2 separate regions of the Lactuca sativa genome follow, and region 2 is linked to region 1. Evidence: chromatin contacts called from public Hi-C data. All regions are on one chromosome and are shown on one strand. Each heading gives the region's core, a stretch centred on a gene start, on an enhancer-like site or on the middle of the called end of the contact. The rest is flanking DNA. Distances are from core to core; before and after follow the strand shown. Region 1 holds the start of LOC111893200 (LRR receptor-like serine/threonine-protein kinase ERECTA). Region 2 holds the start of LOC111893206 (F-box/LRR-repeat protein 15).

Evidence for each region. A called contact is a pair of places that touch in the nucleus more often than the background predicts.
Region 2: a contact with region 1 is called in a Hi-C map of leaf, with 3 times the contacts expected there. The contact joins the promoter of LOC111893206 here to the promoter of LOC111893200 in region 1. A contact is called at or near these places in 2 of 4 Hi-C or Micro-C datasets (both in leaf).

Annotation. Positions count from the first base shown.
Region 1 is chr8:109,849,737-109,856,732 of Lsat_Salinas_v11, forward strand. LOC111893200 (LRR receptor-like serine/threonine-protein kinase ERECTA) reads right to left here and starts at 5,741. Exons shown (of 27, transcript XM_023889268.3): 1 at 5,604-5,741; 2 at 4,949-5,443; 3 at 4,663-4,804; 4 at 4,472-4,543; 5 at 4,281-4,352; 6 at 4,133-4,204; 7 at 3,964-4,035; 8 at 3,800-3,871; 9 at 3,641-3,712; 10 at 3,485-3,556; 11 at 3,330-3,398; 12 at 3,107-3,178; 13 at 2,938-3,009; 14 at 2,798-2,869; 13 more. The coding sequence starts at 5,030.
Region 2 is chr8:110,022,756-110,029,862 of Lsat_Salinas_v11, forward strand. LOC111893206 (F-box/LRR-repeat protein 15) reads right to left here and starts at 1,283. Exons shown (of 17, transcript XM_023889276.2): 1 at 460-1,283. The coding sequence starts at 812.

The sequences.
Region 1 (6,996 bases), core at 4,491-6,990:
ATTTCAGGGTCAACACTTTCCATCACAGCGTTGCTCGCTGTTTTTGATAGAATCTAATCCCCACAATTTGATCACGCAAAAGAAAAAAAAAAGAAACTATTATAATAAGATTTTATTACAATACATACATATAGTTATAGGAAAAGAATCAAAGAAGAAGATTTAATTACCAGATGATGGAGATTCGATTCATTATCAACAGCTTTCCTTCCAGTAAGCAATTCGAGAAGAACAATCCCATAACTATAAACATCAGATTTCTCAGTGAGACGAGAAGTACGCGCGTATTCAGGATCAATATACCCAATAGTCCCCATTATATAAGTCGATGTGAAGGTTTTTGAAGTGCATAAACTCTTAGCAATCCCAAAATCCGTAAGATGTGCTTCAAAATCCCTATCAAGTAGAATATTCGAAGATTTCACATCTCTATGAATTATACGAGGACTACAGTCATGGTGTAGATACGCAAGCCCTTGTGCTGCCCCAAGTGCTATCTGAATCCGAGTCTCCCAGTCCAACTTTTTCTTCTTCAACGGCCCTAAAAAACATCAAATTTACACTTAAAATAAGTTGATAAAATAAAAATAAAAATAAGTTGATAAAATAAAATAAAATAAAAACTTACCATGAAGGAGATCCCAAAGGCTACCATTTTCCATGTAGTCATAAAACAAAAGGTTTCCGGAAGGTGACAACGAGTAACCTTGTAGACTCACAAGGTTACGATGTTTTATGCTTCCAACAGTCTCGAGTTCGGTTTCAAATTCTTTCAAATACTGAGGGTAGTGAGTGTAAAGTTTCTTGATAGCAACCGGACGACAGTTTTTGAGAACACATTTGTAAACTGTGCTTGATGCACCATACCCGATTATATATTTTTCACTTAAGTTTTCAGTCATTCTCATGATGTCATCGTATACATGGAGCGCCATGTTCATGTGAAGTATCACGAGTTTTGGTGAAGAGTAGTGAACGGGTTTGTCATATGATCCCTCAATGAATGGTTTTGAGTTGTGGGGCCGACATACTGCTACGAGGATCATCAGAAGAAGAACTAATGCACCGAGCGCGATCCCAAGTATGGCCGCTTTGGAAATTGTCACTAAAGATTAAAAAATTTGGTAGTTTTAGTAGCTTGCTCTGACACCATATAAGATATATGTGGAATCCAGAGCACTGGATTTTTGCTTACCTCGTTGGGTGGAACGAGAAGCGTGACATGAAGAACTCATAGAGCTACTGCAAAGACCGGGGTTTGCAAGAAAACTGCATTCGGAGTTTAAGTTTTTGTAAGTTGATATTTATAATGTTAAAAATTGTAGAAGGGGGTTGATTAGGTGATTACATACCTATCGGGTGAAAACTTTGAGAAATTATTCCCGGTGGGAATATCTCCAGCCAGATTATTATACGATACGTTTCTGCATAAATAAACAGTTGATAATATAAATAGGTTCAAAATGACATGAATTATAGAAACATATGTCGATATATTATTATATGATTGGAACTTACAGAATTGAAAGACTAAGGCAATTCACCAATGAAATCAAACCTCCAGTTAAGTTGTTACTTTCTAACTTTCTGCAAAAGATTGATAAAAGAGACACATAAATACATAACAATTGTCAAAATTATCAATGAAAATGTATTTCATAGAATCGGTAAGTAACATACAGCATGAACAGATTCTGAAGTTGACCGAGTTCTTGAGGTAATATACCAGAGAGATGGTTATAAGAAATATCTCTACAAAAAAAAAAAAAAAAACATGGTTTATGTTTTTAGAAAATTAGAAGAATTGAAAAGAAACTTGAAAAAGAATCGCGACGGCTTACATCTCCATGACACTTCTTAAATTACCAAACTCAGCGGGTATATACCCTGTTAACTCGTTCCGGCTCAGATTCCTATAGAAGAAAGAAAAATATTAGTGACAATGGAGAAGTGTCACAAAAGATTTTCAAAAAGCAAACTTACAGTTTTAGTAGATGTTCCAAGTCACCAAGAGGAGAAGGAATTGGACCACTGATCTTGTTATTTGAGAGGTCCCTATTCCAATAAAAACATACCAACAATTGTTACAGTTTAAAAATCCATAAAATGTTACAATTCGCGACGCTTTTGAACCACTTACAGTGTATCCAAGTTACCAATTCGCGACAGCTCGATTGGAATCGGACCAGTAATACCATTTGATGAAAGATTCCTAATTTAATCAAAAGCCAAGATTGTAATGTAAACAAATCTACATAGAACTACGGAGTATTAATGACATACTTAGTTACAAACTTACAAGTAAGTCATGCTTTCAAGTCTCTGAAATTCAGCAGGGATTGTGCCTTTCAACTGGTTTCCATAGACATTGCTGCCAATTTGAAATGATTATTGGCGACAGATTCAAATTTAGTGGAAAAAAATGTCGCAACTAACAAATAACAAAACTTACAGACTATTGAGATTAGTGCAAGAGCTAAGATTATCAGGTATTCTTCCCTCGAGTTTATTGCCAGCAACATTCCTTCAATCATGTAACATATTTAAGAAAAACTCAAAAACCAAAACCATAATTAAGAATTAAGAGTTAAGTTGAGTTGCAAAGTTTATTACAGGTCAAATAAGTCGGTGAGCTTTCCAAGTTCTGGAGGAATATGACCAGTTAGCTGATTATCATTCAGTTCCCTGTATCACAAAGGTCAAATTAGTCTTTCGCATTATTTAAAATCTTTTTGTTGTTTGAACTACAATGCACAAGTGAAAAAGTCAAAGGGGAAGAGATTTGTATATTTCGTACAAGTAATGTAACTTTGACATGTTCCCGAGCTCTGGAGGAATGGATCCAGTCAACTTGTTGTTGTGGAGATACCTACAAAAAATAAAAATAAAAAACATAAATAGTTAAATATGTAAAATAATTCTTATTTCAATTCTTACAATTTCTCGGTATAAGTCAAATTTCCAAGGATTGGAGGAATTTGTCCGCTCAAATTATTGCAACTTAAATCCCTGTGACATCAATCAATTAAGAAATAATTTAAATTAGTATAAATTTTGGAATTGAAATGCCAGAAAAAAAAAAAAAAAGTAAAATAATATTGCTTACAAAACCGCAAGAGCCTGCATGAGTCCAATCACAGACGGGATTTTCCCCGATAGTTGGTTTCCTTGTAGTGATCTGACATGCAAAGATTGTAGGATTAATATATGGTAAAATACATGAAATACCAATGTACTTTCATTTCTTTCTATTACAACATTCTACTATTAAAAGTATGTTGTTATTTCATACATTTAACAGGAATACAGAGTTAAAGCAATAGACTCACAATGTGGCAACTTGAAGGAAACCAATGTTAAATGGAATCTCTCCCGTCAATTGATTGTATGACAAATCCCTAAAAATTAATAAAAAAATTAATCAAAATAAAAAAATGGTGGATATTGGAGTAAATTTAATGGGGTCAAGGGAGATGATACATACAATACTTGGAAGCCAGTACAGTTGCCAATATTTGAAGGAATTGTGCCAGTTAAACTATTGTTCCTCACATCGCTGTGTATATGATATATAAATAAGTTAAATAATAAATAAATAAAAGAAGTATGAAAATTAAAAGAAAGAAAGAAATCAACTTACAAATACCACAGGCCGGTTAGTTGACAGATATCTGGAGAGAGATCTCCGACCAAATTGTTGCTTCTCAATCCTCTGAGTCAACGGAATAATAGAATTTGGTCAAAATATATTAAACAAGATTCTATAGATAATAGTATATATTAAGTCTTGGAAACTTACAAATACTGTAAAACTTCATTCCAGTATATAAGCCTTGGGATTTCCCCATTCAGCTGATTTTGTGCCAGATCCCTATATTAAACATCGATTTCATCAATATAAAATATGTTTTTTTTTTTATTTTATTTAACTAAGATGAAAAGAAATGAAGGAAAGATTCTTACAAAATCTTCAAATTTGGAATCTGTGATAAAGTTGATGGGATTGGTCCGATTAATTGATTGTTTTTCAAGATTCTGTAATACCAAATGGGAATGATGGCGTTATCAAATGAAACGAACAACTTACAAACAAAAGCAAATAAATTTCTTGGAATTTACGAGCTAAACTTACAAGAGTTCAAGCTGCTTTAACTTAGATATCGAAAATGGTATGTCTCCAGTTAGCATATTGAACGATAAATCCCTGGTTAAAAAACAGTTTACTTAGAGTTTAATCAAAAGATAAAGTATCACATTATAAAGAAAAGTCACAAACTTACAAGTTCTTAAGGCTACTACAATCACCAATCTCATCTGGGATTTGGCCAGATAATCGATTTCCACGAAGATCGCTGTTCAAATACGATATCAAAACAGTTAAAAATACCATTTTTAACAAAAAAAAAAAGAGTAAATTCATTAAGTCAAAGGGGGATGAAAGATTGAAAATTTGAAAGGGAAGAAACATTACATGGAGAGTAAACCTTTGAGGTCTCCAATACTTGGTGACAATTCACCATCAAGATTCAAACCTGAAAGATTACTGAAAGCATTTCGAAAAAAAAAAAAAAAAAAGTCAAAATTTTGACCTAAAAGGCATAAGCTTTTTCTTGAAAAAATGGAAAAATTAAATAAGTTGGATGGGATAACGATAATACTCACAGCGCAACGACATTGAAGGTGACATTATCACAAGAAACACCTCGCCACATACAGTAGTCTGAAGAAGGTGCTGAATCAGTCCAGTCATAAAGCACATTATTCACATCTCTAAATGACTTTTTTATCTCCACCAATGTCCCCCCTTCAAGATTAAATTAATAAAAATGTATTACAACATAAGTCAAATGGAATATTATATTATAATGAAAACAAATTTTAAAACGGGTTTCTAAATCCATAGTTAAATATAGTTTAAAATCAAGAACATGAACCCGAAACGACATACCGTCATCGGAGTTAACGACGAGGAAGAAGCTTGAAGAAAACAGAAGAAACGACAGAAACCCCATCATTCTGAAAAACTCCATGAAACCAACCTCCGCCGTGCGCGGTGTCACCCCTGTAAATCTCCGGCGAACTCGACCAACATTCAGTGAGACAGATTGTTGAATAAAAACTTGTCACATGATTTGTAAGCAGGACATTTGAGTATCTTTCTTCTCCTCGATTGCAGTGTAATCATGTAGGATCTATTCTATGCATGATTCATGGTATCAAAGAGTGGGGGAAGGGAGGAATTATGGAGAAGATAAAGTCAAGAAATGAAATAGTACACACTACAGACTACAGAGTATAGTGCCAAAGGCTATAGCTGCAACTGTGTTATAAAACCCTGCACAATTTTACAGCTATTGTTTTCCCCTCCTCTTCTTAACTTTTACTCTCTCTCTCTCTCCGGCTGACAGCTTTTTCAGGATAAGAGATGAAAGGAGACCCATTTCTGAAATGCATCAAGTTTTAATTTTTTAATAATAAATTTTTTGAACTATTATCAATTTCAGAATAAAGACTATTTCCAGTTCTTCACCCTACATGTGGGTCAATCTGTAAAAAACAAAATTATATATATAGATTTATAAAATAAATTATACAAAACTAACATTTTTCTTGAAGTAGAGCAAAAGATTTTCCATTTATATATACATGGAGAGAAAGAAGAGTGGGGTTATATACAATTTAGTCCTATCATTAGTCTCTATCAAAGGTTTGGTTTTTCTAAGGTGTTTGCAGAAGGAGAGAGAAAGAAAGAGAGAGGCCTCTGTGCCTTTTGCAGACTCATCACTCACTTGTGGAGTGGGGTGGGGGTGGGTAGGGTGGGGTGGGGGTGGGTGGATGGGTAGGGGGTTGAAGGGGGTAAATGAATGATCTTTGTTTGGGTTTGATAATGACCAGGCTTTCTGAGAGACGATTGATGTGAGTAAATGAGTGATAAAAGAGTAGCAGAAGCAACAGTAAACACTTTATTTGGAGAAGAAGAAAACCATCCTTTTAACCTGTAAACATTTTATAGCTCCCATGTGACCTTCGATGTCGATAGATACAACAATTAAATGCATTGTTTGTTTTGTGAGATCATATCCTACCTCCTATCTTGATAATAAATCACTCGTATTCTAACTTATTTTATATAAAAAGTTGAGTTTCATTTTTTGTTTAGATGTTGATATGAAAGAACATAAAAAATTACAAGTTTCAAAAACTTAAAATGCTGTACAAAAATTTGAATATATTAACATAGTTGTAATTTGAAAATATTTAAAATATGTTTTTGGTTGACAGCATAGAAACAAAACTCGTTAGGAAAAACAGAGCATTTAGTTATGAAAATGAATGATTAAAATGGTATTTGGGGTTTCTTCGAAGGCTTTTAGTTAAAGAATTTTCCTCCCTCGCGGATCCATTCCTTCCGACCACCGTGTTTACCACATCATCCCGTGCCTTCTCGGGGAACATTTCAACATTCCGCCGTCAGCCACCGTCGTTGCAGCTTTCCATATTCCATCATCACTCATGAAATCGAGTCCCCATGTCAACTGTCGAGGCATCCCTCTCTTTTTTTTTCTTGAAAACCCTAGGTGTAGAGTAATGGCATGTTTATCTCTCCCATCTGTGTTAACTGCAAGTATCATCTAAAAAGCAAAGATAACATTCACCAATTCTTGGAAAACACCATTATAGAGATATTTTAAGGAATATTATTTGAAGGGAAAAAATTAGGCTACGATTTAATCAAAAATTAGGTATCACACCAAAAATAGGCCCAATGTTTGCAATGTTATGTAAAAACCTTTTTTATAATAAAATATTATTATTCGAAAATGTGTATGTTGTGAACTTGTGGGCCCGTATTTTCGGGTTACAAAATTTCATTTACAAATTTTTTATGTTTGATTTTGTGTATAATTCTTTTTGAAAAAAATGACACAAAACGACTATATCTATTTGGAACGGTATGTGCTGACATCGTTATATTATTTGATACAATTATGAGAA
Region 2 (7,107 bases), core at 33-2,532, 170 kb after region 1:
TTCTTTTCGTGAAAATTGTAAAAAGAAAATTCAAATAGGCCCAAAACGCTGACTTGACAGAACAAAAACAATTTGGTCTGTTTGGTTTGGAAATTTGTCAAATTAAGCTTTGCAAATTTGAAAAAATAATTGCCACTCAAACCAGCCAAAACCAAACCCTGCAGTAGGATAGAAGAATAAGCTTTTCAATTGACAAAAAAGATCTTGACTTGACCATCAGAAATGGCATTTTGTTTATTCTTTCATATATTTTCAGTGCTTCATCCACTAACTGAAGTAAATATCTGAAAAAGGCATTTACGCATATGACTTATCTTCATCCCACTAAAGCAAAAGACAGTCACGAGATTTAATAGAAGAATCAGAAAACCTACTACCAGTACCAAATGGTGATTGAGTAGTTAATTGATCAACTAAAAACAAATATTTCTTAATGAAGAAAAAGAAAGATGGTCTCACAGTGCAAGAGAATGAACTTTGGGACGTTTACTGTGACTATCACGATCAAGACCATCTCTTTCAAGCACTGCAGCAGCTGATGAAGACGAAGGGTCTCCTCCCAAGCTCAAATTCAAATTGACATCCACGTTACTACCTCTAGAAGTGCCCTCCCCAGGCTGCAATCGAAACTTTCCTCCGTCATCTTCATCCCTTGGTTTACCAGACCCTAATTCCTCGTCGTGTCTTATTTCTTCAGACTTACCCTCATCAAAATCAAGATTTCCCAAAATGCCCTTCCTTTCCCCCATCGTCTCTCGCTTCTTATATTCTTCTTCTTCTTCGCCGAAGCATAAACAACACCAAATCTTCATGCACAACCGAAGAAACCCCAAATTTGCAGCTTGAATTTATAAACCCTAGGTTAAGGTATTACACGTTTTTCTAGGATAATCCAAATTTCTTGCAGAATTAACCTAAACCTAAAAGACGCACAGAAATTGCATTACACAAACCAAAATCAAATTTTTTGACACGCTTCACTCATTCCATCGGGAGAATTGAATTTGCAACATAAATGGAGAAATGTATTCAAACATATGTAAAAAGGGAGAAATTTCCAGGTGAGATCAGATCGGATCAGATCAGATCGGATCTTCCTCCGGTAGTTGCTCCTCGTCGTTGACGGTCGATCGGCGGCCAGAAATAGAAATGAAAAGGTTGAATCCCCCTCGCTTTCTCTGTGCGAGAGAGAAAGTGAGAACTTCGTTACTTTCTACGTTGATTTCGGGCTTTCGGGTATGTCGCTGAGAAGACTGATGGAATCCAAAAGCGAATACTCGCGAATATTTATTTACTTACATTTATATATAGAAATGGAAAGAACTTGTCCAAAATATCCATCTTATCCTCGGTCACAATTAAAATATTTATCTATATTATGTTTATATTTTGTGGGTTTTATTTCTATGTGGTTTAGAACAAATAGCCATTTAAAAAATTATAAATTTTATTAACTTTAATTAAACTTATTTAAATATTACTAGATATGTGCCCGCGCACAGGCGCGGTGATAAATAATTTTTAGGCAAATAGTTTCTTACATAGAAATAATTATTATATTTTTTATTAGTTATTATGTAATAAAAAATTACAACTTTTATATAAAACATTTATGTTTATATTGTTTGTTTATACTATTAATGTAAATTAATTAATATTGGTGTTTAGTTTAAGAAAATATAAATTAATTTATGCATATGAATTTACTATTTTATAATCTTTATTTTGCTTCAAATTGAATTTCTTAATTATTTTTCTTAATTCAAGTCTTCAAACTTTTGACATGTATTAATAAATTATTTATGTATAATTGAATTGTACAAAAAGTTTTGTAACATATTGAAGGGTTATGGGCATAACTACAACCTATGTGTTCATCCAACCCTAATTGTTTTGAATCAAAGTTTTTCACTAGTTGAACATGTATGTAACATCCCAAATTTCGAGTCCAAAAAATTCATTTTTAATTAATTGATTTATAAAACTTCCATAAGAAAACATAGTGAAGACATATCATTTCATAAAACTAATATATCATGTCTGAAACCAAACCATAAATATAACAATGTTAAAGTACAATCCCAAGAATCTCATAATGCGGAAATCCAACGTGTGTGTATGATGTGCAGCTACCGCACCAGCTTTTTCCCCTCCGTTGAAGAGGTACCTGAAACAAAACTGAAAATTGTAAGCACGGAGCTTAGTGAGTTCCTGCATCGTAGCGCATACCATACAATCACATAACATAGACATACTGTTAGGTATATCTGGGTGCCCGACCTACCCCTTCGGTCCTCTCGACCGGATACTGCCTAGCATACCTGGGTGATGGCCTCCCCTTCGGTCATCTCAACCAGATACTGCCTAGCATACCTGGGTGTTGGCCTCCCCTTCGGTCCTCTCGACCAGATACTAGGGACTATTTCACCCATCTACTAATACCACATAACATGTAACACATAATCATATTCTATCTAGCATGATTGGGTATGACTACCCCATTCGGCCCTATCGACTGGAAATCTTGGGGACTATCTCCCCTACTGCTACTAGCATATAACATTATATCATACTATCAAATAACATATTAGGTAGTAGCAAACCTAGATGAATATCACAAAGACAATCATCTAACATACGACTCCTACTGGTGGGTCGATATTGGTACCTTAGACCCACTTCTACTGGAAGGTAACTCACCTCGTAAGGTTGACTGCTGGAAAGTTGATTGGCAGATGTCTGACTGCTGCTCCGGTGATCCTCCGGCTATAAACCCATAAAACACTTAATCAGACACTGATAAATACTCTTAGGGTAAAATGACTATTTTACCCCTGACCAAGTCAAAGTCAAAGTCAACTTCCAGTTGACCTGACTCGTCGAGTTGGGCCGCCAACTCGTTGAGTCCCTATCCTTTCATATGTCCTTCTTCGAACTCCTGTTTGTCGAGTTTATGAACGACTCGACGAGTTCTCCTTCTAAAACATCCTCGAATGAACCTTCATCCAACTCGCTGAGTTGTATGAACAACTCGTTGAGTTCATCCCCATCCTATGATCAAGTATGCCCTTGACTCGCTGAGTTGTATGAACAACTAGTCGAGTTCTATGATTTCCAGGTCTATGGCTAAGTCTAATGTGTTGGGTCACTCCCCCGGACCCCTCTAAGACCACTCTAACACTCACTGGGTTCCTTCGAACCACAACAGAAAAGGAAGTCAAGCCAGGACTCGTCGAGTTGAGAATGACCAAGTCTCATTTCTCGATTTCTGATGTACAACACATGACCAAAAGATAGATCTAGGCTTCTAAGATCGATCTAGCACGTAAAGTTACAAACTTTACGTGCATGCATGGGATTATGAGCTTAAATGGCCCTAAATGAGACTCTTACGATGCATGGGGCTCTCTAAGGCTCCAAAATCAGTCCCTTTCTGGCTTGTAACCCCTCAAAGACCTTGGATCTGAAGTTTGAGCCCCCAATCATGTTGCACTCATGATTGGTCACCAAGAATGGCTCCTAAAAGCCCTAAATCACCCCCAAAAGGGATCTAAACCATGAAAGAGCAAGGTATCAACTTTATACCTCTAAAGAACTGCAGAGGGTGCACAAAATCGAACTCCTCTGGCCTCCTCTTGATTCCTCAAGCCTTTCTTTTCCTTCTTATGTTCCAAAATCACCAAAACCACCACAAAGGCCTTAGATTTTTACACAAATGATTAGGGTTTGATATGGAGAGTTATTGAGAGCAATAGGGACGAAGGGAGGCTGAATGAGATGATTAAATAGGGTGCAATCCCTTAAATTAGGATTTTGTCTAGTCAGGGCCTACTCGTTGAGTCTGGCCGCCGACTCGTCGAGTAGGTCATTAAACTCTCGGGTCCAAGTCGCTCTTACTCGTCGAGTTGGCCATCAACTCGCCGAGTTCTATGCCAAAAAAATGAATAATACGTGAATGAAATTCATACCAAGAACCGGGTGCTACAATGTAATTGAATACCAAAGTACTAAACCCTAGATCTAACATATATAATTCGAAAATTACATCATAAAAAGGGTTTTGATGTTTACCTCGCTTGTTATGTAGTAATAACAAGAACACGTTGTAGATCCTTGACTCTTGAAATCTTAGTGTCTAAAATGTTGCACCTCTAATGGCTTACAAGCACCGCTAGCAAGAGGATGAGAGGAAAAAGGTAGGTATACTTAGAAAAATCGGCTCCACTAGGGTTTTTAGGCATAGGGCCGAAAAATCTAAGGGTTAGATCCTTGACCCATGGTTTTTGATAAATAAAAAATAATCAAAATATAATGATAAACTAAATACTAATATTAAATAAATATAAATTAAAAGTATTTAAATTTTTTTAAGGGTTGGTAGGTTGTAAATGGGTTAGGAATTTCAACCATAACCCACCCCAATTAATTAAACGGGTTGAACCATTTAATTAAATGGGTTCAAAATCTCAGCTCAACCTGTTATTTATTGGGTTGGGTTCGGGTTGGGTTGGGTTGGCGGGTTTGGGTTGACATTGCCACCTCTAATGGATATAAACCATCGAAAATGAAGTTTGTATGCGAAAGTTATGATTTTAAGAAAAATATTAAATTTGGACAACCCAAATGATAACACGCGTCAAGATCCGGTTGAACCAATTCTCCCTAAGTCTTGCAAGAAGATAGCGACACATAGCTTAAAGAGAGGCTGCCATGTCACCAGACACGATGCACCCCTCTTGAATTGCTATAAATAGAAGCAATTTTCTTGTTCATTCGTTGTTTAATTCATTCCTTTCTTTCTCAAACTTTCCCGAGGCCCTAAGGCCCATTCTTAGTAGTTCTTGGGTCTTAGCAGCAAAGTTCTGGAGGGCCAAAGAGCCCCGAGAAAATGGAGGTATCAGTTTCGAAGTTCTGCCCATGTAATGTCCGGTTTTTTATCAGACAACCTGTAAGTTGAGTTATGCTTACTGTACTTTAAGTATAACTTATATTTATGTTTATATTTGTTATTACGAACTTATAAACAATATCTATCAATAATACTAGTCATTATATTGATCGATCTACTTACGGTAATGATGATAAGGCTAGATAAGCGAGGTGTTTCAAGTGGATTTTTCAAACAATATATATTTATATACCAAACGGACCCTACTTCCGATACGATCTTACCTGATTGTTTCTTATCAGCTACACGACAGTGTTTCGTTTAAAATTAATAATAACTCTAATAAAAACTTTATAACAATTAAACTTTATAAATACGAACAAATTCTAAATGCTTAGTAATATTTGTGTTTATGTCGTTTTAAAAGGGAGTGTGAAGTATCAGTCAAAGATCTAATTTTGTTGTGAGTCTTTCATCTATATCATGTGAATGCGAGGTTACTTTTATCTTACACATAAATACAATGTATTTAGACAATTAAATGTTATATGTGCCTATTATCTATGTTCTTGATACACGTGCTAGATGCAATAATTTGATATGATTTACTTGTATATTTATTTTTATTATATTTAAATTGTGTTGGGTAGTGAATGATTGTGGTAAAATAAAATAATGGTGATAGGCCATGCATAGTACTATTGTACAATTGAGACCAATCATTTATGAGAGTATAAATGACGACCACTGACTATTCCAGACAGTCTGGTGGAACACAAACAGACTTGTCACCCGTAGGTATCAATGATCATGTTTTTTTCAGAAAAAATAAAGAACGTTCATACATGTACTTCATCCTCATTAACACATGTTGCTATAGAATCCACAAAGCATCATTGTCTACTCATTGCTTGTAGTGATCCTTTAGGGTAGGTCTGTTGAGATCATCATATTAGGATCATGGAGTGAGACTATATGGAATGGGTATTTGGGTTATTTGTTGGGAGAAAACTATATATCTAAAAGATTACAATTATATTATTGTAGGTTGAAAACCCTATGTGCTCATCAAACTCATAAGCTCGACCCACTCAATATATTCTTCACAAACACGGACGTTGGAACAACAACGGATAAGATACGTAACAGTGAGTAACCCTAGAAAATATTAAGGGATTCTATTCATCAAAATCTAGTACAAAAACAAAGGCACAATGTCTTTAAGTTTTAGATCGGTAACAAAAAGTCGATTGTGGAATAAACATATAAGACAATGATGGAAGAAAGCAATTAATGTGACGATTAATAAGTTTCAAATTAGAACAACCACACAACGATATGAAACAACTGAGATGTTTATAGAAGGAAACAATTAAGGTGGTGGCGACGTAACGAAAGAATGATGACGGTGGCCATAGGTGTTCACTAATTAGATAAAACTAAGTTGTCTAATTAATTGAACAATTTAGATTTAGCTATATAGCTTGGTATTCTCATTTGGTTTTGTTTAACCAAATGTTTTACCCACTTAAATGAAATTTAACCATGGGAGAAATAATTAAATGTGGAAAACCTCTAAATTAATATAACAAACATGTTAAATGAGCTTGTTTTGAAAAAAAAAGATGTAATTTGAGGATAAGATTATTACATGTTGAATTTTATTGCCTTTTAGACTCTATCATAGCCCATACTAAGAAATTGGTATTTTATGTTCAAAAATTTGGTGGTCAAAGATTTTTAACATTATTGTTAAATAAATCTCAAATGTGTTGTTATTATTTGAAAACCTTGAAGATATTAATGAATACTCAACTTATGATGTGCTATGTATATGTTGACATAACCACTTGTTTAAATTAAGATGCGATTTTTTTACATATATTAGTAAAATGACAAGTATCGAACAAGATTTTTTTTGGAAAACTTACCCAATACCAAAAAAAATATGTCATGTTAGTATAATGATAAATTATACGACGACACTTAATAAAACATTTAAGTTTGATAAATGATAAATTAGATAATTTTAGAAAAAAAAGAACTTTCAAGGTTAAGAGTTAGAGATGAAATTTGATAAAAAATTTTGTAAAATAAAAGTTGGCGGAAAGATGATGTCACAATTTTTTTTTCTTTTTTTGAGTTTAACAATCGGAGATGCCCTTAATTAGTATAGGCACACCTCTATTTTTGATGAGTTTTATGGTTGATAAAAAATA